Regions from separate parts of the Mus musculus genome. Here all the other regions are linked to region 2. The links are chromatin contacts, called in public Hi-C and HiChIP or PLAC-seq maps. All regions are on one chromosome and are shown on one strand. Each heading gives the region's core, a stretch centred on a gene start, on an enhancer-like site or on the middle of the called end of the contact. The rest is flanking DNA. Distances are from core to core; before and after follow the strand shown. Region 1 overlaps Rbpms (RNA binding protein gene with multiple splicing). Region 2 has its middle 9.4 kb from the start of Gm39157. Region 3 overlaps Rbpms (RNA binding protein gene with multiple splicing). Region 4 overlaps Rbpms (RNA binding protein gene with multiple splicing).

Evidence for each region. A called contact is a pair of places that touch in the nucleus more often than the background predicts. HiChIP or PLAC-seq counts read pairs in DNA pulled down with a chosen protein or histone mark.
Region 1: a Hi-C map of liver shows a contact between it and region 2, with 2.4 times the contacts expected there. The contact joins two enhancer-like sites. A contact is called at or near these places in 8 of 484 Hi-C or Micro-C datasets (the G1E-ER4 cell line, cardiomyocytes, embryonic stem cells and 4 more), 3 of 115 datasets of contacts at active chromatin or transcription factors (liver, pancreatic cancer cells and stem cell-derived neural progenitor cells) and 2 of 9 other capture datasets (adipose tissue and pancreatic islet).
Region 3: a contact with region 2 is called in an H3K27ac HiChIP or PLAC-seq map of heart atrium, with 6 read pairs. The contact joins two enhancer-like sites. A contact is called at or near these places in 6 of 484 Hi-C or Micro-C datasets (embryonic stem cells, haploid embryonic stem cells, liver and 2 more), 3 of 115 datasets of contacts at active chromatin or transcription factors (heart atrium, liver and pancreatic cancer cells) and 1 of 9 other capture datasets (adipose tissue).
Region 4: a contact with region 2 is called in an H3K27ac HiChIP or PLAC-seq map of heart atrium, with 5 read pairs. The contact joins two enhancer-like sites. A contact is called at or near these places in 2 of 115 datasets of contacts at active chromatin or transcription factors (extraembryonic endoderm stem cells and heart atrium) and 2 of 9 other capture datasets (adipose tissue and liver).

The regions. Positions count from the first base shown.
Region 1 is chr8:33,803,513-33,807,850 of GRCm38.p6, reverse strand. It overlaps Rbpms (RNA binding protein gene with multiple splicing), which reads left to right. Exons shown (of 8, transcript NM_001042674.2): 6 at 1,001-1,134. Among named protein-coding and RNA genes, the nearest start is that of Smim18, 58 kb to the right of the region's middle. Within about 2 kb of position 2,125, at least 54 of the 459 cell types and tissues checked have an H3K27ac peak or open chromatin away from gene starts, as enhancers often do. A contact at or near this core is called in adipose tissue, cardiomyocytes, liver and 1 more, where this site is marked.
Region 2 is chr8:33,975,855-33,980,324 of GRCm38.p6, reverse strand. No RefSeq gene overlaps it. Among named protein-coding and RNA genes, the nearest start is that of Gm39157, 9.4 kb to the left of the region's middle. Within about 2 kb of position 1,609, at least 78 of the 459 cell types and tissues checked have an H3K27ac peak or open chromatin away from gene starts, as enhancers often do. A contact at or near this core is called in adipose tissue, cardiomyocytes, heart atrium and 2 more, where this site is marked.
Region 3 is chr8:33,784,197-33,788,603 of GRCm38.p6, reverse strand. The region is part of intron 7 of Rbpms (RNA binding protein gene with multiple splicing); the gene reads left to right. Among named protein-coding and RNA genes, the nearest start is that of Smim18, 39 kb to the right of the region's middle. Within about 2 kb of position 2,078, at least 49 of the 459 cell types and tissues checked have an H3K27ac peak or open chromatin away from gene starts, as enhancers often do. A contact at or near this core is called in adipose tissue, heart atrium and liver, where this site is marked.
Region 4 is chr8:33,830,667-33,835,433 of GRCm38.p6, reverse strand. It overlaps Rbpms (RNA binding protein gene with multiple splicing), which reads left to right. Exons shown (of 8, transcript NM_001042674.2): 5 at 980-1,130. Among named protein-coding and RNA genes, the nearest start is that of Smim18, 85 kb to the right of the region's middle. Within about 2 kb of position 1,928, at least 82 of the 459 cell types and tissues checked have an H3K27ac peak or open chromatin away from gene starts, as enhancers often do. A contact at or near this core is called in adipose tissue, heart atrium and liver, where this site is marked.

The DNA of each region.
Region 1 (4,338 bases), core at 876-3,375, 170 kb after region 2:
TGCATTTCTGGGTCGTCCAGTGTGGCAGTTACTAATGGCTTTTTACAGTCACCCTTTCCTGCCTCCCTCGGCTGTCTTGGGAAGCATCTCAGTGTGTGTGGTTTCAGATGTTGACAGGTGAGAAAAGCAAATACCGAGACTGCTGCTTCAAGGTCCAGCGAGCGGTCGTGGGTCTGCTCGTGCAGAGCTTACTGCTTTTAACAGCTTGCTCACGGATGCAGTGGGCTGCTGGGCAGTGGACCACTGCAGGTTGGCTTGAATAGAGTCTGGGCTACACAGGGAACTTTTAGCCCAGGCAGTCAGAAGAAGCCACTTATAAACCTCCTTACTCCATCTTTCGGGAGATTCAATTGGGACATTCAGGACATTTTAGTTTGTAATGTTCTAAGTGTCCTGTGGTCCCAGTATTTGGCCCTGTACTTTGAGGACAAAATGGAAAGTGCCTTATCATGGTTTATTTGGCCATAACAATACTGATATCCACACACACGGCCTTGGAGGTCTGGCCTGTTGGGGTCCCGCCGGTAACCCATCGTTCCCTGAAAGGCATGCAGAAGGTTCTCGTGAGATGTCTCCTGCAGGCACACACTGTGTCTGTCTGTCTGTCTGTCTGTCTGTCTGTCTGTCTGTCTCTCTCTCTCTCTCTTCCATTCCTCAGGGGACCATGCTCTGTTTCAGCAGGAAGTTCCCACTGTTCTTGGGTCCCCAGCTAAAAAGCTGGAGAGACAACACAGCTTCGAGGGCAGAGCCCAGACCCACGACCGACCTCGCCAGGCAGGCAGCAGACGCTAAACAAATTTGCTCTGTACTTAAAGTGCTTTGCTTAGAGTTTGTGGGAAGCAAAGCATCAGATTGTGGGGGGGAGGAGGACGAGGAGGAGGAGGGTGTTTGACCTCTGACCTCTGGCATTGATCGGGCTCAAGGGTTGCTGGGTGTTAGTTTTCCGATGTGAACACAGCCCTGTGGTAACCTCTAACTCTCCCTTATTCTTCTCTTGCAGATGAGCTCACAGTACCTGCACTTTACCCCAGTAGCCCTGAAGTTTGGGCCCCGTACCCTCTGTACCCAGCGGAGTTAGCGCCTGCTCTTCCTCCTCCTGCCGCTTTCACCTACCCCGCTTCACTGCATGCCCAGGTAATTTATGCCCATCGGCCACCTCTCCACTCACCCCACCACCAGCCCTTTCAGACCCGGTCCCCCAGAGCACACCATGTGACTAACACCTACCCAGCTAACAGATCCACCTCCAGGAAGTGAATGGTTTCCCTCTCCGACCAGCTGACCCCCTTCCGGGACCTCCGAGGACCATCTGACAGCCATGACCCCACCCACTGCCTGATGTCTGCCCCCAAAGGACCACCTCTCTCTTCCCTAATGATCTCACCCTCATGCCACACTCAAAGACCGAGCAGGTTTCCCTCCTTGGCTCCCAGCTAGCAAAAGGGCACCACAGGGGCATAAGGCGTGCGTGAGTGCGTGTGTCCATGCATCCGGTGTGGAAGGGAGGCGTGCACTTGACACAGGTTTTAATGTGTGCTTGGCGTGTGTGGATTAAAAGGCTTGCGCTCTTGTCCCCAGGGAGCTGAGAGACCAGAGAGAGGCTTCCATGGAGAAGCCTGAAACATATTCTAGGAAAGACAAAAGCTTGTTCATTGCCCAGTGTGTGGCAAAGGTAGCCATCTGCTGCGAGCTTCTCTTGCTTAGTTAAGAACAGTCTGAGGCATAGGAAGGTTCCTCTCCCCCGGATGCTGTGGTTCCCTGAGGTCTGTCTCGTATGAGGATAATAATCAGAGCTGACCTTCACCCTTGGAAGTAACCCCTCATTTGATTGACCTATGGAAAATGCCAGTCATTAACAAGTAAAACACTTGTACGTATTTCTCACTAATCCTCCATTCCGCCTGGCCTTTTAAAACTTGCGGGGCTATGGGGCTGACGAGATGGCTCCTCAGGCTTGCTGCCAAAGCCTGTGTTCAGTCCTCAGGACCCACACGATGGAAGAGAGAACTGACTTCCGGTTGTCCCTTGCCTTCTACACACAAATGCACACTAGACAAATACAGTCGATCTTTTTAGCTTATCAGCCCGGTCAGGTGGGGCTATGTTTATTTTGCCTGGTATTTGTTTCCAGGGCTTGGTGAAACATGTTGCACAGGACAGTCCTGGTTAAGGCCCCTGTAAGAAACCCCTGTGAGCAGCCCCAAGTGCTTAGGGCTGAGTGCTCTTTAACTCTAAATCTGACAGAGCAGTGGGTTTCTTGCCTGCATTGGCAGCTGCCCTTCTGAGCTGCTCTCCGGGGGCCTATCAGCTGTAGGCAGGCAGGAAGCCCTCAGTCAGTGCCTGTGCCACAGGCCAAAATATCCTCCCTGGGGAAGCTACACAGCAGTGTGAGGAATGAGGAAAAACGTGCTGAAGGTGGCAGGGAGTGGCCGGCAGTGGCCGTGGTCCAGGAAACAAGCTGAAGTCAACGACCAGACGTGCCTTTTGCTTTTCTGTGCTCTGCCCAGTATCCCTGCCTCAGTATTCAGTAGCCGTCATAGCCGACAGATAGCGGGCAAGTGGGGGGCTAAATTGTGACTGTCTGTCACTTAGTCCTTTATATTTTTGATCTTTGTTGACAGCAAAGAGCAACTAAAAGCCCCTTTTGTGTGTGTCCCATACCTCATGTGCGGGTGCTGTGCCCCCTCTCAAAAGGAGCAACCAACAGTTGAGGCCACTAGGGGCAGGCATGCATCATAGAATGATAGAAGGTTACACATAGTCTATAGAATCTGTGGCTTTGGGTAGTCCGCAACCAGGCCATTCACCACTGCCCTGGAGAATCAGGACCTGGCAGTGTCCAGAAAGAACGGGGATCGCTGGCTCTGGTCCTGATGTAACAGATGGACTCAGGAGTGACTGGGGAATATGGAGGGTGAAGGTTCTAACAAGGATCTCGTGGGAGAGTTAGGAAGTCTACGCCACTGAGAAAGGATGGAGAGACAGTGCAAGATTCGCTGGATCTTGGCCGTGTGCCTCACTGGCTCGCATCACCTAGATGGCCCCCTTCTCTTGAGACTTACCCAGCCCGGCATCCTCTTGACTCAGCCATCAGCCTAGACTGGGTGGAACTCTGACCTGCGGTGGTGAGAGGCCTGTGTCTTGGAATCCCACTTCTTCTCTGGAGTCACTTAAGAGAACATTCTTGTCGAATGTATTGGTCCAGGCTGGGACTTGGAGTGACCCAGTAGAGGCTTTATAGACAGCAGGCCCAGCCCATTGTACAATGAGGAAACGGGTCTGAGAAGATGGAAGGTTGTCCCCAAAGCGCAGCGCTTCCACAGGTGACCCGAGCAAGTGTCACCTGTTCTCCTTGCTGGCTAACACAGCAAGGCGCTGGCTCACCAGAGACTTGCTCTTACTGGAATTTCGGAGAGGCCTCGCTCTAATGACTCCTTGGAACTTTCCCCTCTAAGTAGATGAGAAATCTGTCAGAAGAGACTCTGAGGCAAAGATGGCTTCCGAGATGCTAACTGGAGGGAGCAGAGTGGGCGGCCCCTTACTAGCCGAGTGGTGTTTTGTTCTGGAAACTTAATGTTTTGGAGAGTCTTCTAGTTTTATTTTTTATTTTTTTTATTTTTTGATTGTTGTGCTCTGTTTTGAGACGTGGATTTTTTTTTTTCTTCTAGTGTTTCTCTCCAGAGGCAAAGCCCAACACACCTGTCTTTTGTCCACTTCTTCAGCAGATTAGATTTGTCTCTGGGAATGTGTTTGTCACATATCAACCTACTGCAGACCAGCAGAGGGAGCTCCCGTGTTGAATTTATTAGCAACCCCCTCCCTCCCCCTTTTGCAAAAAAAAACTATTTCTTGATAATATTTGAGAGCTTTCAATAAAAATTTTAATCAGAGCAAAAAAAAATGGTCTCAAGTAGACTACAGCGTTTTTGGTTTTTTTTTTTATGTTTTCACGGTGCTACAATTTTGGAGCCGAGGTATTTCATCTCTGGCTGAGGTTTGTGAGGGAGGACCAGGCCCATAGCAACTGAGTTGTATGTCCCATGGGAGCAGACTCTGAAAGAGTGCCCCAGGAGACTGTGCCCAGGGCCCGGGCCTCATCGACGCTGCTGCCTGTTTCTTGAGCTCCGGAGCCACCCTGAGTTTTACACTAGAAGATGCTCGTGCCAACAAGTCATCCGCCACCGGAAGTGCTCGCATCCGAACAAGGCTGACAGATCTCCCTAGTGGACACATCCTCCTTGCCTTCCTGCTCTGCTCCTAAGGAAGGGAGGAGCCAAGAAACGGGACCTGCCCTTAAAACGGAGTTGGATCCACTTCTGGTTCAATTCTAGCCGTGAG
Region 2 (4,470 bases), core at 360-2,859:
TGTGAGTATGAGACCAGCCTGGTCCACAGAGCAAGTTCTAGGCTAGTGAGACCCTTTCTCAAAAATGAAACAAAGCCAAATTTAATTTTTTAAAAGCAATTTACATGAATATGAATTTTTATTGTTTTATTTTGTTTGTTTTACTTTGTGTGCATGGATATTTGGCCTGCACATCCGTATGTGAGTGCCTAACGGATCTCCTGGAACTGAGGTTCCGCGTGGTTATGAGCCACAGTATGGTGTTGGGTTCTGGGAACTGAACTCAGTTCTCTGCAAGACCAGCAATGCTTGTAACAGCTGAGCCATCTCTCTAGCTCTCTATAAGGTATTCCAATCTACTCCTTTTAAACTGAGAACCTCTATTTATACATAGCATGTCTCCCCCAACATATGCATGTTAATATATAATTACACATAAACTGCTTCCAGACATGAAACGTCCATGTATAAAGAGCTGTCAACACGTATTACTTATTACTCAGACTTACCTCTATTTCTTATCAGGAGATTAAAGAAGATGAACAAATGTTTCTAATATTTTCCTTCTGAGCTCCTTGAAGTATTTCTGCTTGTGAGCCTTCAGTCTAGATATTTTGTTTGTTTTTTGCCAAGAGAATGGTCAGTTCAACGACTCTGGCTGCATTACAGCGGGAGCAAAGGCATCAGGACTTACAGGAATGAGATATCTAATAAATACCACCATCTCTGAAAAACCACGCGTCTATTGGTAGATAGAAAGCTTTAGATGTGTGCTTTTCTCAAACGAGGTTAAAAGTATGCTCAAGAAAATCCGAAAATTATGCAGCCCATAATGAAGAAGAGGCAGGGAAGGCGGTTTAAAAAAAAAAAAATCTCATCATTGAATTTACTAATGGAATTTGATTAAAACTTACTATGAACCAGTTAAGCACTATGGGCTAGGCATTGGGGGTTGGGGGTGTAGTAAGAAGAAGGCAGGTGAAGAGGAAGAGGAGGGAAACCAACCAAAGGTTGTGGAGTTTTGTGGAGCTAAGTGTGGCACACAGAACTCACCAGAAGAGAACAAGTATCAGATTATAAATCGCGACCTAGAGAAGAGGCTGCGCAACCCAGCCGTGGAATGATAAGAGCAGGTGGTCGCTTCGGGTAACTTCCTTGACCAGACCCCTCAGATAGGATCTCTATCCCAGGAGCTGAAGTCGGAGGAGAGATTGCCATGTAGAAGAGGCAAATGGCAGGCTGCCAGAGACAACGCAGAAGAACCCCCCCCCCCCAGGCCTCCTAAATCAGAGGGCAAGCTCGGTCTTTCAGATGCCCTTGAAGCCAATCATGTCTGTCAGTGATGCCCTCATCAGTGTCTCCGGAGTTATTTTAGGTACATGATAGAGACAGCAGACTCCAAGAACAGCGATTCCTTTGGTGTAGCGTCCTCGACGCAGGCTCCTTAGCAAGCGGGACAGATGATGTTAACGCTAGAGACAGGCTGGCCACTGGTCCTGCCCTCCTGGGTGAGCAGTCATCACTGCCCACACCAGAAATAGCAGAACTGCTGGATCTAAAGCTATTCAAATTCCCAGCGAGCACCTGTCTAATCTCACAGGAAGCCTGTGGAATGAGTCACGTGGAGGTCCCATGCCCGCTGAGGCGAGGCAGGGCAGGCGGATTTATGATGCACTATCATCTAGGGATCACGTTCTGCCCAGTAGGTCTGGCTAAGTAAGTGCTGTCAGGAATCCCGTGAAGAGCTTTGCTGGAGAGGGAGGCAGATAACTGGCTGGTGGCCTCTAAGTGAATCCAGATGGGGTGGCAGGTAACGCTCAGGGGAGGGGCCCAGTCTGCAAACCCACTTAACCCCCAGACGCCTGGGATTAAAACTGTTGCTCCTTGACTGTTTAGTTGTGCTTGCTCTTTGTATGCACTTAGATAAGAAAGGTTGAGGAGAAATCCCCCAGAATGCACCTCAGAAAAATAGGAACTTTAAATCACCTTTGAAGCCCAATGTGTCCCACGTTCCGGGGTCTTGGGGAAGAGCAAGAGTCGTTGCAGCTCTGAAAGAATAGTAAACGTTGCTCTCGAAAAGTCTGTGAAAACCAGCAGGAAGGAAAGTCCCTTTTGTTTGTTTACAGAGAGATAAGCCTGAAGCCAATTTAAAAAATAATCATTAAAACAATAAACAGTAAAAATAGAGAAAAGTGTATTTCTCATGGGAAAAGATCTAGAAGAGATGTTTTTAACCGAAAAGTTGTCAGTTCTTTTTTAAGTTTTAGATTTATTTTATTTCATGTGTGTAGGTGTTTTGTCTGTCTGTATGTATGTGTACTACATGCATGCTTGGTGTCCAGAGAGGCCACAAGACAGCATTGGATCCCCTGGAACTGGAGTTAGAGCTGTGAGCCACCAAGTGGGTGCTGGGAATTGAACTCATGTCCTCTGCAAGAGCAGCCAGAGCTCTTGATCAAGCCCTCTCCAGTCCTCAGCGCTTTCAATAACTTCAGGTCAACATGGCACACAGCATATTTGGCTGTATAAATGTGATTCCGGTCATTGTCAATAAAACAGGCAGCAACCAAGTGTGGCAAAGTTCAAGAGGGAACAAGGCTGTGAGTCAGGAGATCCTTGCTTGATTTCACCTCCAGTGCAACCCCAAGACAGATGGGCAACGGGTAAGAGTTAAAAAGAAAGAAGGCAAGGATATGACCAAACTAACTTCAATAATATATTTATTTATTTATTTGTTTGTTTGTTTGTAAAGATTTGTTTATTTTATGTATCAGTGCACTGTAGCTGTCTTCAGACACACCAGAAGAGAGCATATGATCTCATTGCAGATGGTTGTGAGTCACCATGTGGTTGTTGAGAGTTGAACTTAGGACCTTTGGAAGAGCAGTCAGTGCTCTTAACCACTGAGCCATCTCTCCAGCCCCAGGAAAGTGGTTTTATAGTATGTATGTAACTGGTCCTATGATCTGAGGGACTACTGATGTTTGGGAAAAGACACACACACACACACACACACACACACACACACACACACACACTACACACACATTCACTCACCTCCCCACCTGCTGTAGGACGGACTCTGAAGTTCAGTTTCCTTTCCTGTGTCTTAGAAAATTAGAAAGACTCCAGGGAGCATTGTGAGCATTTAACTGTGCAACAGAAATGGACAAGCCCCAGAGTTAGGGTCAGTGATTTCTTGTGGTTCCAGAAAGTGCAAGCATTCATAGAAAAGAAAAAACAATTAAAGAAAACCAGTATTCAGGGGCTGAAGCAACGGCTCAGTGGTTGAGAGCACTTGCTGCTCTTTCAAAGGACCTATGTTTGGTTCTCAGAACCCACATGGCAACTACCAACTCTCCATATCTCCAATTCCAGCACCCTCTTCTGACCTCCTCAGGCACCAGGTGCGTGTGTGTGTGTGTGTGTGTGTGTGTGTGTGTGTGTGTGTGTGTGCGTGTGTACACACTGTATAATCACACACACACACATAATAACAACAGAAACAACAAAACCCTGTGAGTGAAACCGGTTTCCCTGTGCATATTGATCAGGTTCTCTCCGTTGCCCTACTTCTTTTCTATCTGGACCCTCACTCCTTGGATGTCTATGGGGTCAAGAAAAAGAATGGCCTGGGCGCTGCCTAACAGGCGAAGTTTGACAAGGAAGTCCCTCCCACACATGGAAGCTAATCTGAAATCATTTGCCTATGAGCCAGTTTCCCACCAACATCAGGAGTCAAAATTTAAATAGATAAAAAGAGTGAGTCTCAGTTCTGGTCTATACACGTCAGCTTCCACACTTTAAGCCGGGCTGGGAAGACAGCAAGTGCACAATTAGTGTGCTGTGCATTTGAGTCCTGAGTTTATACCACTGCTATCTTCATCAGTTCAAGCTGCTGTGTGATTCAAAAAAGAAAGAGAGAAAAAAAAAAGAAATCTCTTCATGATGACATAGTCTCTGATTTGTTTTTTGATTTAAGTCTTTGATTACCTCTCCATTAATCAAAATATAGTAAAGCTTGTGTGGTGGGGTATGAATACAATCACAGCACTCAGGGGGCTAAAACAGGAGAATTGCCACAAGTTCAAGGCCAGCTTGGGCTACATAGTGAGTATCAAACTGGCTAGTTCACAGTAGTTAATAGTTAGACCCAGTTACAAACGAGTTAATAGTAGGACCTTATCTCAAAATGTGTGTGTGTGTGTGTACACAAGTCTGTATCAAAAAATTACATATTTATATATCCTTGAGTTTATGAAGAAAGATGTTTCAAAAATATCCACAAAATTGGGCTGTAGTGACGCACGCCTTTAATCCCAGCACTTGGGAGGCAGAGGCAGGTGGATCTCTGAGTTCAAGGCCAGCCTGGTCAACAGAGCAAGTTCCAGGACAGCCAGGGCTACACAGAGAAAGCCTGTCTTGAAAAAGCAAAACAAACTCCACAAAATGCTCTTGTGTCTCCTTAGGTAAAGCCTAACTTCCCACCTG
Region 3 (4,407 bases), core at 829-3,328, 190 kb after region 2:
CCACCCAGCCTGGCCCTCTGCAGAAGGCATTAAATGAATATAATGTTCATTACCAGAGACAGCCTACCCGCTGCTACCTCATATGGCAGCTTTCAGTGGCTTTGCAGAAATTGGCTGTGGGTAGCAGAACGCCAGGGACACTTCATGCCTCAGCCCAAATAAGGACGTGAATTTCATTCCTTCTGAGGTGCCTATAAAAAAAAGAGTCAAAGGGAGGCTGAGAGATTGCTGCTGAGGGTGGAGGATCAGGCAGCTGTCCAAGGAGGCCATTACCACATCTGGGGGGTCTTGAGTGACTTTATGCTGAGTACTTGGCACTTGTTTAGAAAGTGCGCACCTCCAACATTGTATTTTTCTGACATGTCATACATCACGTAGGACATTGGTGATTGCCCATTAGCTGTATGCCCTTGTAACTTCTCTCTTTTCGTCATGGCTCTCAGAGGGAGTGCCCATAATGTGTACCATCTTCGTGGGTGGGTTTGGTTTGAAGGGCTTTCCTTTCTCTGGAGTAATTTAAAGATCACCTTATAGCCTCTCTTGCAGTTTGTATGGCAGTGGGTTTTCCCCAGTGGGTTTTCTTTGTGCGCTAGGCCAAGTGCTCTCCCAGAGTTCCTTAGTGCTAGACATAAATGCAGTAACACATCCAAAATATGAGCTGTTCATGGCCCACCAGCCCATTTGTCAGAAGTAGGTGGGAACATCATACCTGATACCAGAAGGACCTAATATTAAAGTAGTAGGTGGAGGCAGGGGCTGAGGACTAGAGGGTCACGTGCCCCTGGAATGCTCACCAGGTGATGGCAGTGGGAGGGGGGTGGGGGGCACTGGTACTGTGGTTACAGACAGGCAAGAATGTAAAGGCTGTTCTTGTCTCCAATCTAAGGTGACACCGATCTAAGGTGATCTCATGTGAGCCATCCTTGTCAGACTGAGGCACACCTGAGCTGAGGAGGGAAGGTGGTCCATTTGCCCTTAGGGATAAAATGATGAGTAAACAGCCAGGGAGACTGGCTTCTACCGAAGACTACAAACACTGAAGTGTTTCAAATATTCACTTATCATAAATATGTGTGCTTGATTAAATTAAGCAGACAGGTATCAAAACTAATTTGCCAAATGTCTCCTGTTTACTTGGACTCGGGGCAGCAGGGCGGGGGTGGGGGGGAATATTTCTTACCTGACCTGGCGAAACTGAATGTCAGGTTAAAGTTAAGCTGTTAGGCAGAGCGCATGCAGATGGTGAAAGCAGGGTTGCGGGGAGAAGCTTAACTGGTCCTGGCCAGGAGTGTGGCTTAGCCATGTAGAAGCCCCAGACAGTTGTTCTCCTGTAAGTACCCTTCAGCTGTCAGTCAGCAGAGTGCCCTAGTGAGCTTACACATCAAAAACAGGTGAAGTCAAATGGCTTATATAGTTTATAAGCCAGTGGTTCTCAACCTTCCAACATGGCAACATGGCAAACCTTTAATATACTTGCTCATGCTGTGGTGACCCCCAGCCACAAAATTAATTTCATTCCTACGTCATAACTGTAATTTTGCTGCTGTTAAGAACTATATAAGTCTTTATTTTTCCATGGTCTTAGGTGACGCCCTGTGAAAGGGTCATTTGACCTACCCCCAGGTTGAGGATCAGTGCTTTAAACTATCAGTCTCCAATGGCTTCACATGTGAACAGCTGGGACTTCCCCCAACACATGCAACTTTGACATGATTGTTGCTGCTTTTAAATTGTAGGGTGTGTGTAGAAGCGGAAGTTGGGACAACCGTCAGGAGCTGGTTCAAGCGCAGGAGTCTGTCAGGTGTTTGCAGAGCCATGTTGCCAGCTGCGTTTTCCTCTGGGCTTGGAGAGATGATTTACACGCTGCTCTGGGCCCCCTTTCCCAAAGGCTCTCTGTATGAAAAGAATCTGCCCCTAGTCACCCCAGCCTGCTGTCCCTCTCTGTGGTGCTTTGTGTTCCCGGATGTCTTTGGATTCTGTTTAAATGTCCTTGTTAACACATTCCAAGGTTTGAACTCCATTCCTAGCTAAAGCTCTTGTTTACAGGGACTGAAATAGCTCGGTTCTGACCTTGTGTTCCGTCTGGGACATAGATGGCAGTGTGGCTACATTCTTTTCCCATGTGAGAATCACATCTCCACGGTTGGTTCTGGATAGCTGATGACTATAGTTTCTGCACTTCTCCTTTCCCAACTTCAAAAGCTCCTGTTAGAGGTGCAGCGCTTACTGCCCTACAGGGATCAGCTTCCTATAGAAGGCTGCCCCTGAGCTGGTTGTGCAGGGCCCTCTCTGCCGACTACAACATTGTTGAGAGAAAAGCCCTTCAGGATTGAGGGACCTAGAAAAGGTTGAGTTTTCAAAGACAGTTTATAAATGCTGGGGTAGAGGTAAAGGGTAAGAAAAGGGAAGGAGAAAAAAAGCTTGAGACAGAGTCTTGAATGTACCAAGGCATTGTTCTCAACCTGAAGGCCTCAACCCCTTTGGGGGAGTCCAACAACCCTCTTAGCGGGGTCACATCAAATATTTATATTGAGATTTATAACAGTAGCAAAATTAAAGTTACAAAGTAGTAACAAAATAATTTTCTGATTAGGGGTCACCATAACATGAAAGGCTCATAGCATTAGGAATGTTGAGAACCTATCTAAGGATAGGGAAAACCATTGAAAGAATCATTTTCATTTTGCTACTTAAGGCAAAATGGCTTTAGAATGAAAGTTAGAAGTTGGTGAGAGCTATGTTGGCATCTGTGTAAGGAACAGAGCTACCCAGGCCTTGGTGCAGGGATAGAGTGATGTTGAGAGTTGACTATGGAGCAGTAAGTAGGCCCAGTGCACAAAGGCTGTCGTAGACTGTTGTCCCCACTCCACCAGGCACAGCCCATAGCAGCAGGTTCCTGCCAATCCTGTCCTTTTTCTTGGGGTCTCTGTAAGCAGCATCACACTAAGTCACAGTTGCTGTCTCGCTTGCTGCGTTCCTAAGGTGGCTCTCTAAGCCAGGAGAATTGCAGATCCGTTCTGTTCTTGGAACCCTTGCAGCACAGTTTGATGGATTGTGCTCAGGGTTAGGAGGAGGTAGGACTTGTGGCATGTGTGGACCAGTTGTCTATGGGGAGCAAGGCAGGGGTGTGGAGACCACTGCTTCTGCAGAAGCCCCTTTGGCAGGTCAGTGATGTGAGGAAGTCAAACTAGGAGGCTAAGGCTCACCAAGGAACTACTGTTGCTGTCACCATAAAGGTGATGCCACCTTCTGCCCGAGTCCCACTCCCAGGGAGAGTGTGGTTCTTTGATGTCTATTAGATTTGAAAATAATAAATGGAACTCTGACTATCCCAGGCCCATGCCTATGGATTAAAGGCACCCCCCATCTAGAGATGGAGTCTCCTCACTTGAGCATCACAGGGCACTAAATGGGAGAATGCCAAGAAGCAGAGAGAATTCCCTAAAGAGGTTTAGTTGTTTATCCCTGCTAGATAAATGCTTCCAACTCAGAATGCTGCTGCCAGAGGACAGGGAAAAGGAAGTGGTCACTCTGTACAAGGCTAAAGCATTCCTACGGTTCTCTACAGGAAGTAGCTGTTGATGTGCCAAGATTCCATATTTGCAACAACTGGGAGAGACAGAAAAGCATAGAGTAATAGCACAGTACACTGATGCATGTCAGTTTCTGCTCTGGAAAGCTGTGCACAACTTGCTTTGTCTTTCCAAACTCCACAGGTGATTGTATTTGGCCCTTAAAGCATGTAGGCATTATTGTTACAACGTAAACATTTCTCTGTACAGAGATATGTATATCTCTTCTGTGTTGCGTCTAACCTGTCAGTAAAATGGAAGTTGGGGATTATAAAATGAATGACAGAATAAAATGGGCTTACAGAGTATCCCAGGCAGCACTACAGAGCTTGGGTGCCAGAACCAAGGCTGGCAGTACTCAGCGGGAGGACTGAGGAATGTGAGCAAGCTCCTCTCAGATAAAAAAATCCAGGACCAGTCTCAGCTCTGCCACAAAGCAAAATACACAAGCCTTTGTTAAAACTTCAGGGAAAGGAGGGACTTTTGTCTTTATTTTAGTGTGTGGAGATGGGAAGGAGAGGACGTCTCGCAGGAATCTGTTCTCTACCACATGAGTCCCCAGGATTGAACTCAGGTCACTGACAGCTAATGTTTACCCACTGAGCCATCTGTCTAGCTGGGCCTCTTGCTTTTTTTTCCTTTAGATAGGGTCTCTCTCTAGCCCTGGCTGGCATGGAACTCCAGCTGATCCTCCTGCCTCAGGTCTCCAGTGCTGGACTGCACCCAGCTTGAAGTCTTCATCCACTACTCACAAGTCTGAGACTACCAGTCTTATTGGGGCACAGTGACAGTGCTGTATGGGATTTTCAAAGATGCTCTCCCAACACATTTTCTT
Region 4 (4,767 bases), core at 679-3,178, 150 kb after region 2:
ATGGAGACGTTCTTGAGTGAGGGAGTCCTGAAGCCCACTTGATGTGTAGATCTTGTAGTTTAGAGTGCCTGGAGTCCGCTTTCCTAAACATGGTCTTTGTTGTTTTCTCTTGGTGGGGCAGGAGTTTTTTCTTGTAGCCCTAGCTTTCCTGGACTTCACTCTGCAGACCAGGCCAGCCTCAAACTCAGAGCCACCTGCCTCTGCCTTTCTGGCTGGTATTGAAGGCGTGCGCTAACATACTTGCTGAAAGCTTTTCTTGCTTTTTAAAGGTCAGTTGCAGTGATGGGGATGAGCAGCTCAACTTGATTTCATGTCAGGCTTATGGAATCCGTTGTTGTATCTTGAAAGCCAACCATAAAAGACTTCTTCGGGATTTCACCACTCCTGAGTCTAGCAAATTCATGAAGTACCTAGAATCAAATGATAACGGTTACATTCGACATGCTCTAGCTATGTGTTCCCAGCATGTGTGGCCTTGTACTGCCTTTGTAAAGCTGAATTGGAGACAGAATGCCTTTTCTCTATGGGAACCACGCTAAAAGCACTGAAGACTTCACCGTTAATGTCCATTCAGAGTGCAACCTCCTCCAGATTTCAGTGTCATTCTCCAGTGCTGCCCCTCGCCAGTGTCACTCACTGGGGCACAGTCATAGTCTTCATGCTTAGTAGCAGCCGCCCGTCCATGCTTTTAAGCTGTGTTAGGAACTTGTTGGTTGGGATTTTTAAATCAGACTGGAGAATGGTCAGGAAGAACGGGGATGTTTGCATGTCTACGTAACTGAAGAGCCTAGTGGCCAAGTCTGCCTGGCTCCCTGGCCATGTTGCACTGTGAGTTTTGTGTGTTCTGGGTAAATGCTGAGGCTGAGAGCCCTTGCCAACCCCATTCCCTGATAGGTCAGAGTTTATGATGTGTTTACTTTGTCACCATTCTGGTTTACATCTTCCCCTTTGTTCTTTCTTTCTTTTTTTTCTTCCAAAGGGCATCCGCTTCGATCCTGAAATCCCGCAAACGCTACGACTAGAGTTTGCTAAGGCAAACACGAAGATGGCCAAGAACAAACTCGTAGGGACTCCAAACCCCAGTACTCCTCTGCCCAACACTGTACCTCAGTTCATTGCCAGGGAGCCATGTAAGTCGATCTACTCCTCCTTTTGAAAATCAGCCACAGCAAAGGACTGTTAAGAGGTGCTTTCGAGACGACACCGTGGGCTGCCAGGCTAGCTGGTTCTTGTTTTCCATGTTGGTGAAGAAATGGCCTGTTCCTCCTGTCTAAATTCTGAGGGCACTCTTGTTGGAGATCGGCCATTGTAGAACAGTGCTTCAGCTCGAGCCGAGATACGCCTTCCAGATTTGCATCTCCTGGGCTGGCTTGCTGTGCCGTTGGCCCCTGGGAGGGTGGCCTGGAACTGTCGTCCCCCCTGCCCTCGTTCTTGGGAAGAGCAACTGGGTTACTGCACTGACGTACTCTGCCCAAGGACACCAGTTCCTTGGCTTTGGAGAAATACTGAAAGTAAAAGAAACTGATGTTTGGGAGCAAGCTGACCTGTGTTGAGCACCGTAGGGGAGCAGTGGCCGCATAGAGGGTTTGTAGTAGACGCGGGCAGTCCGCTCAGCATTCCAGGTCCAGTGAAGCTTTAGCAAAGTCTGGTGTTCTGTTTCGAATTATTTAAGGACGCTGGCTAATTGTTGAGCGAGATTTTTGCCTCACGTGATCGAGCTTATGCCTTTAACTGTGGAGATGAAGACTTCTGCCTTTAGTGAGTAACTTCAGAGGGGCTGACTTCATTTTCTTTGTTCAGCTCTATCAGTGGCAGAACTGAGGCGTGAGATAGACTTTAAGTTTTTCCTTTCATTACGGAGCCGTATGTGATTGGATGTGGCAGGGCACTCCTAGCCGTGCAGGCTACGCACAGTTAGCCGGAATGTTCTGCCTCGTGGTTCCTGTCTTCTTCCAGAGCACGCAGTCCTGACCCTCTCTGCCGGCCTCCCCGGCCGTACCCTTCTCTGCGTAGTTAAAAGGCACGTGGCCTCCTCGCTCACCCCGTGTCATATGCGTGTCGAATTCAATCAGATCCTCCCGAGAGCTAATTATCTGGAGCCCCAGTCAGCTTAAGAAAGCTGGCGCTGGCAGGGAAACAGGAGATAAGAGCTTCATCCCTGCCACTGCCAAACACAAAGGTCCTTGTGAAGCCAGAAAAGAAAGTCATCGTGGGGAAGGGTAGGGGTGGTGGGGTGTGTTTTTTTCTTTTTTGTCTCTTAGAGAAGCTTGCCTATTTAGGAAGGAAATCTAAACAGCTGCATTTTATAGAGCAGTTGCATTACAGAGGATACAGCCAGTCCTTTCTGATATACGTATTTATTTATAAACAAACCTATATTAAAATACGTGGATGAGTAGATTGAGGTTTGAATTTTGATGTCTTAATCCTGGAAATATGTACACTTATGTTTCTTTGTGTCTGGAAGTTTTCTTTCTTGACAGGACATTTACAAAAAATACTTTCGGATGCTTTGGGGTTTTTTGTGTATAGAAATTGCCTGCCTTGGTTCTCATCCCATGAACGTGATTGATTCAAATAGGAAGTGTCGCCGTGGTGACAAATTAAACTTCAGCTTTTCGTATCTATGCTGACTGCTTTTCATAGAATTCAAACCTGTGCAGAATGTATCTAAGGATGAGAGAGACGGCCTGCTCCCAAAGCTACATCCGGGTGGCACACTGGCCACCCTTAGGCCCTTGAGCGCATGTCGGCAGAGCTCAGCTCTCTGTTCATTTATTTCCCTTGCATGGCAATAGAACAGAGTTCTGAAGTGTTCAGATAGTCTCCATGGCACAGTGAAAACTCCTGGGCAGCTCCTGGCAAAACAAACTTGAAGCTGGATGTGGTGGTGCACACCTGTAATCCCAGCACGGGGTGGTGGGTGCTGGGGTGTGGTGAGATGAGGTAGAAGGTGGCAAGAGGTTTGAGGTCAGCTTGAGCTACATAGTGGGTTTTGGGGTACCCTCCCCAAAACCCTGTCCCCACAACTACAATCAGAAAGCCTTTTTTTCCCTCTCTTTTTTTTTTTTTTTTTTTTTGGAAAACCCAGATAACAGTGATTCTTGAGAAAATTAAAGTAAGCATGCTTTCCCTTTATATAGCTCCTTTTTACGACAGCCTTGACAAACAGCCTGTGACTCAGCTGACCTTATCATCCATCCACCAGAGGTCCCTCTGGGAACTGTGACTTTTGTATCCTATTTAGCATCACTGTTTTCTGAGAATCCTATCCCAGGCTAAACGGCCAAGTGGGTGTGGCCCAGCGGGTCCAGTTATGTTGCACAGTTGGTCTGTTTAACCACCTGTCAGGTGGAGCTCCTGGTTCATTCTCGGGCTGGCAAAGCTCTGAGGGCTCCTGCTGTTGGCTCCGAGGAACTGACGTGAAGGCTGCCAGTGTTCTCACAGTGAAAGTTCTCCGCCATCTTTAAAGGAAGCGTGTCCTCTGACTCAACTGTACCACAAGCAGTTGCTCTCAGGTCTCAATGGATACCCTGTTGAATGAAACGGGGAATCAGTAATGTACTAGGAAAGAATGAAGCTAGCTGTGGCTGCTGCCCACCAGACCCATTAATCCAAGAAGTTGGTGGCCATCGCAGTTGTTAGGGAGTCTTGGCCTTGTTGGACATGAAGGAAGTGCTGCAGCCTAGTCTAATGGCATCTGACTCCTATGTATGCTGACCGACCACACTTGGCATGGCACCAGATTTTACTTATGTGGGTGATGGTAGGTAGGTAGCCTTGGCTCTGCCTGTTCTTGACACATTGAGTGACCTTCACAGAAACATTTAACTTTCCTTTTAGTCACATGATTGCAGTCAGAGCTAACAAAGCCGTATCACAAGATCACCCCTTCAGGATTAGGAAGACAGAAATATTCTGTGGTGTAGCAGGTGAATGTCAGATGTAATCCAGTTTTATTTTTACAGAGCATTTGGGTTGCTGCTCTTCCCCCGTTAGTTGGTGGGTCAACATCGTATGGCTACGGCCAAGTGTTCTTCCTTGCAGGCTTAGGAAAGTCTTCCTTCCTAACTAACTTTGGAGGGTGATGAGGGCAGCGTATCATTCAGGGACTCCATGTGTAGCCCTCGGTAGCCTGGAACTCAAGGGAAGGTTAAGTTAGCTTTGAACTTGAGGACATTCTCCTGCTTGCCTGCCTGCCTCTCAGTCCTGTTTATAGCCATGTGCCATATTAACTGTATTTTCACGAATGAGGTCATTCGTTTGAAGTTAGTATTCCTTGTAACCACTGTTGTATCATGTTTTGTGGTAGTGTTCAGTTTTAGTTTTCCTGCCTGCTTGTTTTCACAATGTCAAGAATGGAACGAAGGTTTTCAGGCTAGGCAAGTGCTCTCTGCCTTTGAGTTAGTTACATCCCCAGCCTTCTTTCGACAGGGTCCCTCTGTATAGCCTTGGCTGTCCTGACACGGAGGCTCGCCCTGTAGATTAGACTGGTTTTGAACTCAGGTGCACTTGCCCCTGCCTCCCAAGTGTTGGGATTAAAGGCAGGTGGTTCCACCACCCAGAAGAGACCCAAGGGTAGGGAGCCCAATCCGATATGACCATTATCCTTAGGGAGGAAGGGAGGGGGAGGGAGGGATGGAGAGTTCTGTGGCATGTAGAGAGAAGCCCCTATGTGTGCATGGGAAATGGCAGCCCTCTGTGTGTAGGAGGGGTCCCAGGAGAATCAAGCCTGCCAGGCCTTGGCCTTGGTTGTCCATCCGAAAG